2 separate regions of the Gossypium hirsutum genome follow, and region 1 is linked to region 2. The links are chromatin contacts, called in public Hi-C maps. All regions are on one chromosome and are shown on one strand. The core of a region is the stretch at or near the end of the contact, and the rest is flanking DNA. Distances in the headings are between cores, read along the strand shown.

Evidence for each region. A called contact is a pair of places that touch in the nucleus more often than the background predicts.
Region 1: a contact with region 2 is called in a Hi-C map of leaf, with 1.6 times the contacts expected there. The contact joins the promoter of LOC107944964 here to the promoter of LOC107947329 in region 2. A contact is called at or near these places in 3 of 34 Hi-C or Micro-C datasets (all in leaf).

The regions. Positions count from the first base shown.
Region 1 is chrA12:107,301,022-107,306,706 of Gossypium_hirsutum_v2.1, forward strand. LOC107944964 (heat shock protein 83) reads right to left here and starts at 3,622. Exons shown (of 5, transcript XM_041083700.1): 1 at 3,524-3,622; 2 at 3,244-3,424; 3 at 2,535-2,676; 4 at 2,137-2,417; 5 at 315-2,046. The coding sequence starts at 3,381. The coding sequence ends at 496. It overlaps LOC121211197 (probable polygalacturonase), which reads right to left. Exons shown (of 5, transcript XM_041083702.1): 4 at 5,666-5,685; 5 at 4,598-5,581. The coding sequence ends at 4,887. It overlaps LOC107947321 (protein REVEILLE 6), which reads left to right. Exons shown (of 9, transcript XM_041083701.1): 9 at 1-75.
Region 2 is chrA12:107,129,720-107,135,064 of Gossypium_hirsutum_v2.1, forward strand. It overlaps LOC107947329 (protein timeless homolog), which reads left to right and starts at 1,563. Exons shown (of 20, transcript XM_016881965.2): 1 at 1,563-1,704; 2 at 1,774-1,920; 3 at 2,031-2,183; 4 at 2,296-2,455; 5 at 2,763-3,069; 6 at 3,169-3,306; 7 at 3,391-3,568; 8 at 3,700-3,830; 9 at 4,902-5,114. The coding sequence starts at 1,818. It overlaps LOC107947330 (plastidial pyruvate kinase 2), which reads left to right. Exons shown (of 12, transcript XM_016881969.2): 12 at 450-807. The coding sequence ends at 557.

The DNA of each region.
Region 1 (5,685 bases), core at 2,372-4,871, 170 kb after region 2:
ATTCAGATTTCACTGTAATTATATTTGATATAAAATCAAATAAATATTGTTTTGAATAGAAAAATTAAATATTTAAAATGTTAATGAGTTTTAATTTTATTATAATCAAGATTTTAATAGTTTTAAATAAAAATATATAATAACATCCTCGGTGAGGGAAGTTATAATACCGTACCATCTGGTCCAATATTTAACAATGCTAATTGGATTTTGAAATTTTTTTTTTCATTGAGCTCGACTTGATCGTCTATGTTTTTACCCTTCGTTTCATTATTTACTCTTTTCTAATCTATGATGCAAGTTACAGAAAAAAGTACGAAAACTGAACAGCATTTTGCTTAATATTTTAGATCATTAATAACATTTGGACAGCAAGAAAAAGAAAAAAGAGACGAGAAAACACACAGACAACTCCCTGTAGGACTCCATTTTTTGACAAAAACCAAAACCATGAAATCATCAGAAAGCAGAAAAGTGAAATTAATTATGATTTTTTTAATCCACCTCTTCCATCTTGCTTCCCTCAGCTTCATCTTCCTCAAGAGTAGGCATGTCCGCATCATCACCACCGGTCCCGTCCTCATCAATACTCAGACCCAGCTTCAGCATTCTATGGATTCTACCTGCGAATGTGTTCGGATCATCCAAGCTGAACCCAGAGGTCAATAGAGCAGTCTCGAACAGCAACAGTACGAGATCCTTAACGGACTTATCATTCTTATCGGCTTCAGCTCTCTTCCTTAGCTCTTCCATTATTCCATTATCGGGATTAATCTCCATTGTTTTCTTGCTGGACATGTAAGAACTCATGCTATTATCTCTCAAAGCTTGCGCTTTCATGATCCTTTCCATGTTAGCAGTCCATCCGTACTCTCCGGTGACCAGACAGCAAGGTGAGTCTACAATCCTGTCGGAGACAACAACTTTCTCCACTTTGTCACCTAAGATATCTTTGATTGTCTTGCAGAGATCTTCAAAAGACTTCTTTTTTTCCTCCTTTTTCTTTTTCTCCTCCTCCGTCTCGTCCTCGAGCTTTAAACCTTCCTTTGTGGCAGAGACAAGCTTCTTGCCGTCGTATTCCTTCAACTGTCCGACCGCATACTCATCAATGGCATCCACCATGAAAAGAACTTCATATCCCCTCTTTTTCAGTTTCTCCAAGAACGGAGAGTTCTCAACGGCCTTCTTACTTTCACCAGTGATGTAATAAATATCCTTCTGGCCCTCCTTCATTCTGGTGACATAGTCTTTCAAGCTCGTCAACTCGTCACCGCTCTTCGTCGAGTAGTATCGGAGCAAATCAGCCAACTTGGCCCTGTTTTGGCTGTCTTCGTGAATACCCAACTTTAGGTTCTTCGAAAAAGCATCGTAAAATTTGTTGTAGTCCTCCTTGTTCTCAGCAATCTCGTTGAACATCTCAATACATTTCTTCACCAAGTTTTTCCTAATCACCTTCAAAATCTTGTTCTGTTGTAGCATCTCACGAGAGATGTTAAGCGGCAAGTCATCGGAATCCACGACACCTTTCACGAACCCAAGGTATTCAGGGATTAGCTCCTCACAATTGTCCATAATGAACACCCTCCTAACATATAGCTTGATGTTGTTCATCTTCTTCCTCGTGTCAAAGAGATCGAATGGAGCCCTCTTCGGTACAAACAGGATCGCCTTAAACTCGAGCTGACCTTCAACAGAGAAATGCTTGACAGCAAGATGATCCTCCCAATCATTAGTCAAGCTCTTGTAGAAAGAGGCATACTCCTCTTTACTGATCTCCTCAGGTTTTCGCAACCAGATCGGTTTCTGCTTGTTGATGAGCTGCCATTCATGAGAAACTTCCTTGATCTTCTTCTTCTTCTTCGATTTCGACTCATCATCTTCAACATCCTCGACATTTCCTTCCTCATCTTTCTTGGGTTCATCTTCCTCATCGTCACTAATTTCTTTCTCGGTTGTCTTCTCGGTCCAGAGGTATATCGGATAGCTAATGAATTCAGAGTGCTTCTTCACAAGGTCCTTAATCCTCCTTTCCTCCAGGTACTCAAGCTGTAAATTCAATTTAGAAACAACCATTTAGCTTTCCTAAATTATAAACACTAAAGTTCATTTTCATTAGAAAATAAGCAAAATGTTTACCTGATCCTCCTTAAGGAAAAGAGTAATTTTAGTACCCCTACCGAGTTGCTCTCCATTAACATCCCTGGTGACCGTGAAAGAGCCACCAGCTTGAGACTCCCAAATGTACTGCTCGTCATCATTGTGCTTGGTGGTCACAATGACTTTCTCAGCAACTAGGTAAGCAGAGTAGAAACCAACACCGAATTGTCCAATCATACTAACATCAGCTCCAGCTTGCAATGCTTCCATGAACTCCTTGGTACCAGACCTTGCAATTGTACCCAAGTTATTCACCAAATCTGCATATACGAACAACAAAGCTCAAGTCAAGAATCTATGGTAGACTTGGTAGTACCAATTACCACAAACTATCAACACTATGGCAGGCGATTTAAGAATGTTAATACAAATATAACCTGCTTTAGTCATCCCAATACCACTGTCGATGATGGAGAGGGTCTTGCTAACCTTGTCTGGTACAAGCCTAATGAAAAGCTCAGGTTGAGCATCTAGTTTGCTCTTATCAGTCAAGCTTTCGAATCGAATTTTATCCAATGCCTACACACCATCACATAAAGAAAACTTAAATCGGAATATTCTAAGATCTAAATTCAAAACGAGTTCATATCCATTTTATTTCCAGAGTAACAATTACAATTAAAATTTTAGTTAAAAAAAAGGCAATTACAATTAAAACATCAAAATCTATTATAAAATGTTTCTATATTGAACTTCCAGAAGATCAAAAATATTCGAATACCTATCAAATAACTAAACTAATTCAAATTTCAAATTTCAATAGTAGCACTCAAAATAAAATTGCAGATAATAAAGGAATCTGAACTTTAAACAGATACATGAATCCGCATCTTCTACAGAAAATGAAGTTACCTAACCACTACGAATTACAATCTCTAAATACTCCGTAAAACAAATTGATTTACCATCCATAAAATATCATCAAAGAGCAAATCACCACTTTGAACAAAAAAGGGCGCCAAACACTAGGCCAATCAGGAAAAAAGTTCATTCCAAACATCAAGCATCCGAATGCAAACCTTAGCCGTAGGAATATTTATTAAACAGAAAAGAAAACGCAAAAACAGAGAGATAAAGAATACGTACGTCAGAGGCATTGCTGATAATCTCACGAAGGAAAATCTCCTTGTTACTGTAAAAAGTATTGATGATCAAACTCAAAAGCTGATTGATCTCAGCCTGAAAGGCAAAGGTCTCTGCGTCAGCCATCTGCACGTCCGCCATTTCCCTCGTACACAACCAAACAGAACAGAAAAACGAAGCAAATTTGAAAAAGAAAGGTGAGCAAAGGAAGCTAGGGGTTTTATACTTTGCTTTGTATAACAGAGAACTACACAACCAAACAGAACAGAAAAACAAAGCAAATTTGAAAAAGAAAGGTGAGCAAAGGAAGCTAGGGGTTTTATACTTTGCTTTGTATAACAGAGAACTGATCTGATTTCAGAGAAAAGAATTTGAAGGTATTTATATATTGAATGAAGTTCTTCTAGTCCCTTCTTCTCAGCGTATATTATTTTAGCGAGGGAAAAAGAAGGGGGCGGGTGAGAGGTTCTGGATGGTTCTATGAAACGATGGCGTTTTCGTGATTTTCTTTCTGTTTGTAAGCGAGTCAACGGTGTTCGTTTATGAATTCGAATTGTCTTTTGCGGTGACGTTTTAGTTCGGCTGGGTGAACCGGCGGTTTAGGAAGAGAGTCGAGAATGTTCGCGCCAGCTATGATTATCTCGAATGTTCCCATTCAGGTAACCGTTTTTGTGGATGATCGTTGATTAGTATATGCTCCACTGATTCAATTTATCCTTTATGCTGTATTTTCAAAAATTAAAAATTTTGATAAAAATAATATACTTCTAAAATATTTTAAAAAAAAAAAAGTGTATAAGCTCGCACAAGCTTACGGTTTGTATAAAGGATTAAATTTTAATGGCTAAACATTCAATTTAGAATATTGTAAATGTAAGGGTTAAATAAATTAGGCTTAATCTTTGTAAAAATGTTTAGATTTTTCAATTTAATTTGAGTAAAAATCAAATGATTATCAATGTTTTCAGAATAAAATATTACTTAAAAGATAAAAACATAATTTGATATTTGATATATTATTTTTGAAAAGCATTCATTTGAAGTTTACCTTTTTATTTAATCATTTTAAAAGATTTGACTTCCATTAAAACATTTATTTTGTAAATATTAGATTCATATATAATTATTTTAAAAGATTTGTCCTTATATTAATAACCCCTCAAAGGTTGAACTCAATATAAACATCTATCTAGTTTAATTAAAGTATAAAGAAACCAAAAAGAAAAAGAGAATTTTTAGATTTAATTTATTTTTATAAATAAATCTAATTTATTTTCATAAATAAATAAAATATATTTCATTTAGAGAAGGGGCCGAGTTGTCCGTGAGCCTAGTTGATCCGGACTCATACAACGTATTAATATAATAATATTCATTTTATAGCTTCAACTTAGCCCAGCCCAATTTACGAGCAGAAATCTCGGACCAAATAAAATTAGAAGAATTTGGGCTAGGCTCATCCGCCCATATATTTAACTCATACTATATTCTATACCTAAAGCTTTAAAAAACACCTATCAACCATTTTCCTAAGCACCTAATATATGAACTGAAACGTTCCTAGAACAGATCACAATCGGAAAAGTTTTATAATATTAGCTGCACTTTAATAAGACTAATTTCAAACTATAAAATAGATAAAATTATTAAAAGTTTCCGCTGATCGAACAAGTTTTTAACTGGACATCTTCAATGGGCAGTCTATCCTTAGCGACGGGACAATCAATTTCCTTTCGAGGCAACAAGTTACATGGTTCAGGGCTCACACGATTGGTAACTCCTTGAACATCACTGCAGTTCCATTGCACCCCCTTTGGCTTTGCAGCCAATTTGATGTTGACATTGGAAATGCAAATATCCGTAAATGGATGCTTTCCGATCCCGTCCAGTTGTGCCGATTGGGTGACGTTATCGGCCACAATGTCTCTATAATTGATCCCTTTGATCACAGGGAACGCGTTTTGGTCGAACTCCGCATCCGGATGCGAGCCGTAATCACCCGTCATCCAAAACACATACTTCATCGTATTCAACGTCATATTCCTAACGTAAACGTCTTTGACGTAAGCTCCTCTTCCCACCCCAGTTTTGATCCTCACACCGGATTCCGTATTGATCGCCGTTACGTCCTCGACTCTTACATCTTCAATTCCGCCAGACATCTCGCTCCCGAGAGCAATGGTGGCACTGCTTGGGGAAATGCAAGCGAACCTTCTGATCACTAGTTGTTTGGTCGGCATGTTGAATTTGATCCCGTATTCATCCCAGCCACTTTTAACAGCGATGCAATCGTCTCCAGAGACGATAAAACTGTCTTCGATACGGGTATTCGTGCACGAATCTGAAACAAAAAACATACACCGTCAAAACATCATATCAACTATGACAAACATGTTGTACCTGCGAATCCAAAAACAAAACAAACCTGGGTCTATTCCATCAGTG
Region 2 (5,345 bases), core at 313-2,812:
TGTTACCATAAATTTTATTATGGAAATCCCCTTCCATTGGTCGTTAATTATTGGTGTAGTTGTTCATTCATCGGTTCATTCATGTTTATTTTGGACAATACATTCAAGTGGTTGTTTTGAGGTATCCAGTTTAAAATATTCAAAACCTTCACGTATTATTTTGATCAAAACTTAAACCAGATTGTTCTGATTAAAATTTTTCTTGCTTTCCATACCAAGGATTTTTCATGACAACCAAACCAACTTTGAAATGCTTGCATAAAGGATGGTTTATTACCTTTAACATAGGATACATGCCATTGGATAGCAAGATTTATACGTACAATTCTAATCCTTCATTACCATATAGAGCTTGGTTCATCTGATCATACTGCACCTTGGTGCTGTTACGTGCATTGACCATCCGGTTCTTTATATACCATACTAGAACTAATATGATTGATCTGCAGAAGCAAGGAATGGTGAAGAAGGGAGAAGAGGTGGCACTTGTTCAAAGTGGCAGACAGCCCATCTGGCGATTCCAGTCCACTCACAACATTCAGGTCTGCAAAGTGTAAGAGGCTGAAGATTAATGGGAGAGAATCCATTCGACTGATTATCTTCTTCGTGCAAATTATTAGTATTTCAAGCGATCGCGGCGAAGAAGAGCATTCGAGTTAGGTTTTTTTGTAGCTTTCCTTCAGGTCATATGATTGTCTTATTTATTCTGGGTTTTGCACTTTTTTGTTTGCTTTGAGATTTCCTGGTATGGTTTTTCACCTGCAAAGTTTGAAACTTGTTATCCAAATAAAATAACTTAGAAACAAACATGAAATGATACAAACTAGTTCAATCCATTAAATTGGCTGGATATAATCGGTATTCACAAAGACGACCTAAAGCCGATTCAAATTGAAATTATAATTATTACGCATACAATTATGTTACAATCACGATATAAATGAAAAAAAAAACTATAAAAAAAATATATTTGTAAGTTATTTATTTAGCAATTAAATCATAGATGAAAAGAATTATATGTATAAATGTTTATAATGAACTATATGTATAAATGTTTATGAATCTCAAGTTTGTTCCTCAGACTTTTGATTTTATATTATAAGAGTAAGAAAAATATATTTTAATTATTAAAATATTATTTAGTATCTAATAGCACGATTTTATTAAAGAAAAATTAACCAATGGCACAAGCTTTTTTAAAAAATTATTAAAAACAATATATTTAAATAAAGAGTTTCTCAAAATAACAACGAAATGATTTTAACTGATACTTCTATAAAGTGTCAATAAATTCATATTAGAAATTTTATCATCACTATTATCATTTTAACTAATAGCCTAATATTATTAAAACCATTATCATTTTATTTTAATTTTAATCTACAAATTTAAGAATAGTACAAAAGTAATGGGCCTAATGAGCGGCTTATGACTGGAGGAGGTCAGGGCCGTTCTTATTATCCAGTTTGTTCTTGTTAAATTTTAATCCACTCCACGTCACTAATATGCCGGACCCCCATCATATTCCCCCTAGACCACAGCATCAACTGATCCTGTATCCAAAAAAAATATAAAAAGAGGCGGGAAAATTTGCATCTCAATTGGCGCCACAAGAGCCCTAATCGATCGACCATCCATCAGTAATATTTTTTTTCCTTCAACGATCTTCATCTTCCAATTTCTCTAGCAGAAGTCTTGTTAGAGGTATCATTATTCTTCCCAAATTTTCTCAGATCTGATTTCTCTATAACTCAAAACACTAGTTTCTACCAGGTTCTCCCCAAATCACCATTTTAAACCTTACTCTCCTTGTAAAAATGGACATGGAGGGCTTATCAAGTATCTGTGCTAGTCTCGGCATCCTAGAAGAAGATGAAACAACGAAACAGATGGTCTACACAAAGGGGGAGCATTGTCTAGGTAGTCTCATTTGCCTTTATTGAAGTGGTTTTTTCTTTGATTTATTCCTTTTGTATTCAGGGAATATAAATTGGATTCCACTAATCTTGTTTCAAATAACTTACTGGCAGATGCTTTGAAGGACTTACTGAGATTTTTAAGACGGGACGATCCAGAAACGCGAGAAGTATTTAAGCAAGTTTGTAGATGGAATATAGTTTCAAAGGACTTGATTCCGATCATTGAACATTGCCAACATGATCGGAATTTGGTGTTAAATTCTGGTATGTAAAATTTGATGTTAAAGTTTTATTTTTTTTGGCCATTTAAACCAAAAAATGTAGTAAATGCTAAATTGGTGAATATTTACGTTCTTTTTCTTTTCGCATTTTCCAGTGAAAGTTTTAGTTTTTCTGTCAATGCCTATCGAGCCTTCCTCTAGTGATATCCCTCAACAGATAGAGTATCTTTGGAATATGAAGTTTTCTCTCACGAGCAGTGATGCTGTTGCTGTTATAGTTTCCCTTCTTGAAGGTCCACTTGAAAATTTGGAATGGTAAGCATGATTTTTTTTTCTTCTTTTACCAATAGGCCATTTAACTGCCTGCTTAAATTCAGGTGCTGGAAAAAGAAAGAAAAGAATAATATATTGTTTGGAGAAACTGCCCAATTTGTTGATCAACAAAAACAAATGAGTTTAACTGTTTATGAAACCTTAAGAATCTAAGTTCTAGTTAAGCTCATTAGATGCTGTTATATAGGATGTTCATCTTTTCATTTGCATTTAAATCATCTGTGCCATCAAATTTCCTTGTATTCATTATGCTGTCATCAGCCTAAATGTTTAATCTCTTCAATTTCAGTGAATTGTTCACGGAGGATGACTGGAAATTGGTCCAGCTGGTGTTAACCTTGTTTCGCAACATTCTTGCCATCCAAGATATTTCATCTCTACAAAAGGCTGGCCAATTTTTATCACTGAGAGACAGATTTCTTGAACTTCTGTTCCGTGAGAATGTGATGGATTTAATTATTGTTATAACTCAGCAGATTGGTGGTTCTCGTGGCTATCTTCGTCAGGATAACTTGCTTTTGTTGGATATTTTCCATTACATATTTATGGGTCAAGACCCAGAGTTACTTGTTAAAGCTCATTTGAAGCGTTCTGAGGTTTGTTTCTCTTTATTCTTGTCTAACCATCTGAGTAAGAAGTTGATTAATGTAATTTGCTTTTCCACGTTCTTGTTTCTAATGACCTCTGTATGGTAGGAGGGTGGAGATGCCAAGGCTTGCATTGATGATCTTAAGTCCATCATGGAAGAGGAAGCAAAGAAAAGAAGGGTTTCAAGACTCCAGCATACCAATCGTCATTCACAGTTCAGTGGAACTTTTACACGGTTCACTGTGGTATGTAGTATCATTGTCATTGATGTTTTGATACTAAGCAGGTGCTGCATTAATAAATTTAACTAATCATGTTTTATCTGACAGGGTGGCTCTACAGTAGTGGTCAAGGGAAATCCTAATTATGCTTCTCAAAATACTCTGCTTAAATCTCATAGTGGCCATGGGATTTCAACAGGACATGGTGATCTACCTTTAATGAGGAAAAATATTCTTGCATTGCTTCATGATTTTGTGAACCAGTTCCTTTCTGGAGGCTACAATGGTACACAGTTTGAAATTGAAATTCCTGCTTGTTTTGTCGACCCACCCTACCCCTATCCTCTTTTTTTCCCTTTCTTTCCCTTATTCTTCATGTTCTTGTGGATAATTAAATGCAAACTCAATGCATGTCAGTATTGATGAAATCTGTTCGTGAGGATATTGAGAAGGAACATCACACAGTTCAGAAGGGTGACATAATTGTTTTCTTTAAGGTTGCTGAGTTTGTTACTTCTTTTCAGTATCACAAGTATTTGGCCTCGAAGGTGAGGAATACTCCAATTTTTACTTGTTTTCCTTTAGACACCCTAGATCCTTAGACAAACTTGCAGTAATTGATAGATGCATGTTTTCTTCTATTAATTGTCTTTTACAAGTGAATCATCATAGGTTGTTATATTATTCATTCCTGGAGTACACTCATCATAATCTAAAGCTGTTAATTGCTTACTTTTGTTTCATGTATGCATTAAAAGTTATGTTTAAAGCTTTAAGTATTGGGAAGTGTAGCTGAATCAACTTCCTTGGAACTAATTTTCGTACTTCTTACAATGTATCAAATTGGAAGGATTTAAGAATATAACATCATAGTTAAATTCTGCAATGCTGGGCCTCTTGTTAATTCTCCACTTCAACAACAGGGTAAATATGAAATGTTTCTGCTATCATCCTACCTGTTTTCCTGTTTCCTCTTTCATATCCAAACACACCTTTAAGTTTTAGTTTTAGAGGGGCATTGCTAGAGATTATTATTTTTGGTTAACTACTGAATGGGGAGTTTAATTGGATGCTTTCAAGTGCATTTTCTTGGTTGTTGAAGGTTTGACTGATAAATTAAAAGAGTGATGTGAATGGTTTAAAAGACCTGAAGTTTCCTCTTTGTTAATGGTTGGTTAGTGGTTTGTTTCCTAAATGGGGTAATGGACACAATTAACTCTGAATAAATGTTGCCAAGGGACACTATATTTCTTCTGAAGTCTTTTCAGTTCTTGATGCCCATGTTTGATGGGTTTCATTTTATACCTATTGACCCCTGAAGTTTATTCAGTTTTTGGTGTTAAACTTCCTTGAATAATACATGTAGTCTCCTCTTGAAACTTTGAAATTGATCTTGTTGTAGCCTTTTCTGCCCAAACAAGTAATGTGGTTGTAACCTTATTGAAAGTCAAGATTAGTTACTGTCAAGATGTAAAACCTTAATCTCTAAGGATTTTAGTTTTTATGCATTTGGTTTCATTCCTTCAGCAGTAGTTTGATATGTTCCTTCTTTTGGTCATAGTTACTGGCTTCATTATACTAATCACTTTTGTTGCCCTGGACATGATGCCCTTTAACAGCCAAGTAACGGAAATGCTGCATCTGAAGCTTCTGCTGATAACTGTGCTGATGACTCATTTTTCCAAGGTGACGCATGTGGACCAATTGCAGCATCATTGAATGAATCAATGTTCCAACTTGTGATTTCAAGATGGCGTAATGCATTTGAAGGCTTGAAGGAAACTAATGATTACAAGTTTCTATCTGCAGCAAGTTCTCTTTTGAAAAATATGGTGATGTGTACTTTTATCAGCTATCATTTCATAGGCTTTTATGTTTGTTTTTTGTTGAATTGGATATTGGTATGTCAATTAGTCCATTTGTCTCTCTCTTCTGCACTTGCAAGCTAAGGTACATCTATAACTGTATTTGCTATATCTTATGCTTAAAAAGCTAAACATTTGCGTACATATTAATTGAGGAAAATTAATCTTCTTTCAGATACGGACAATTCTTCTTTTATG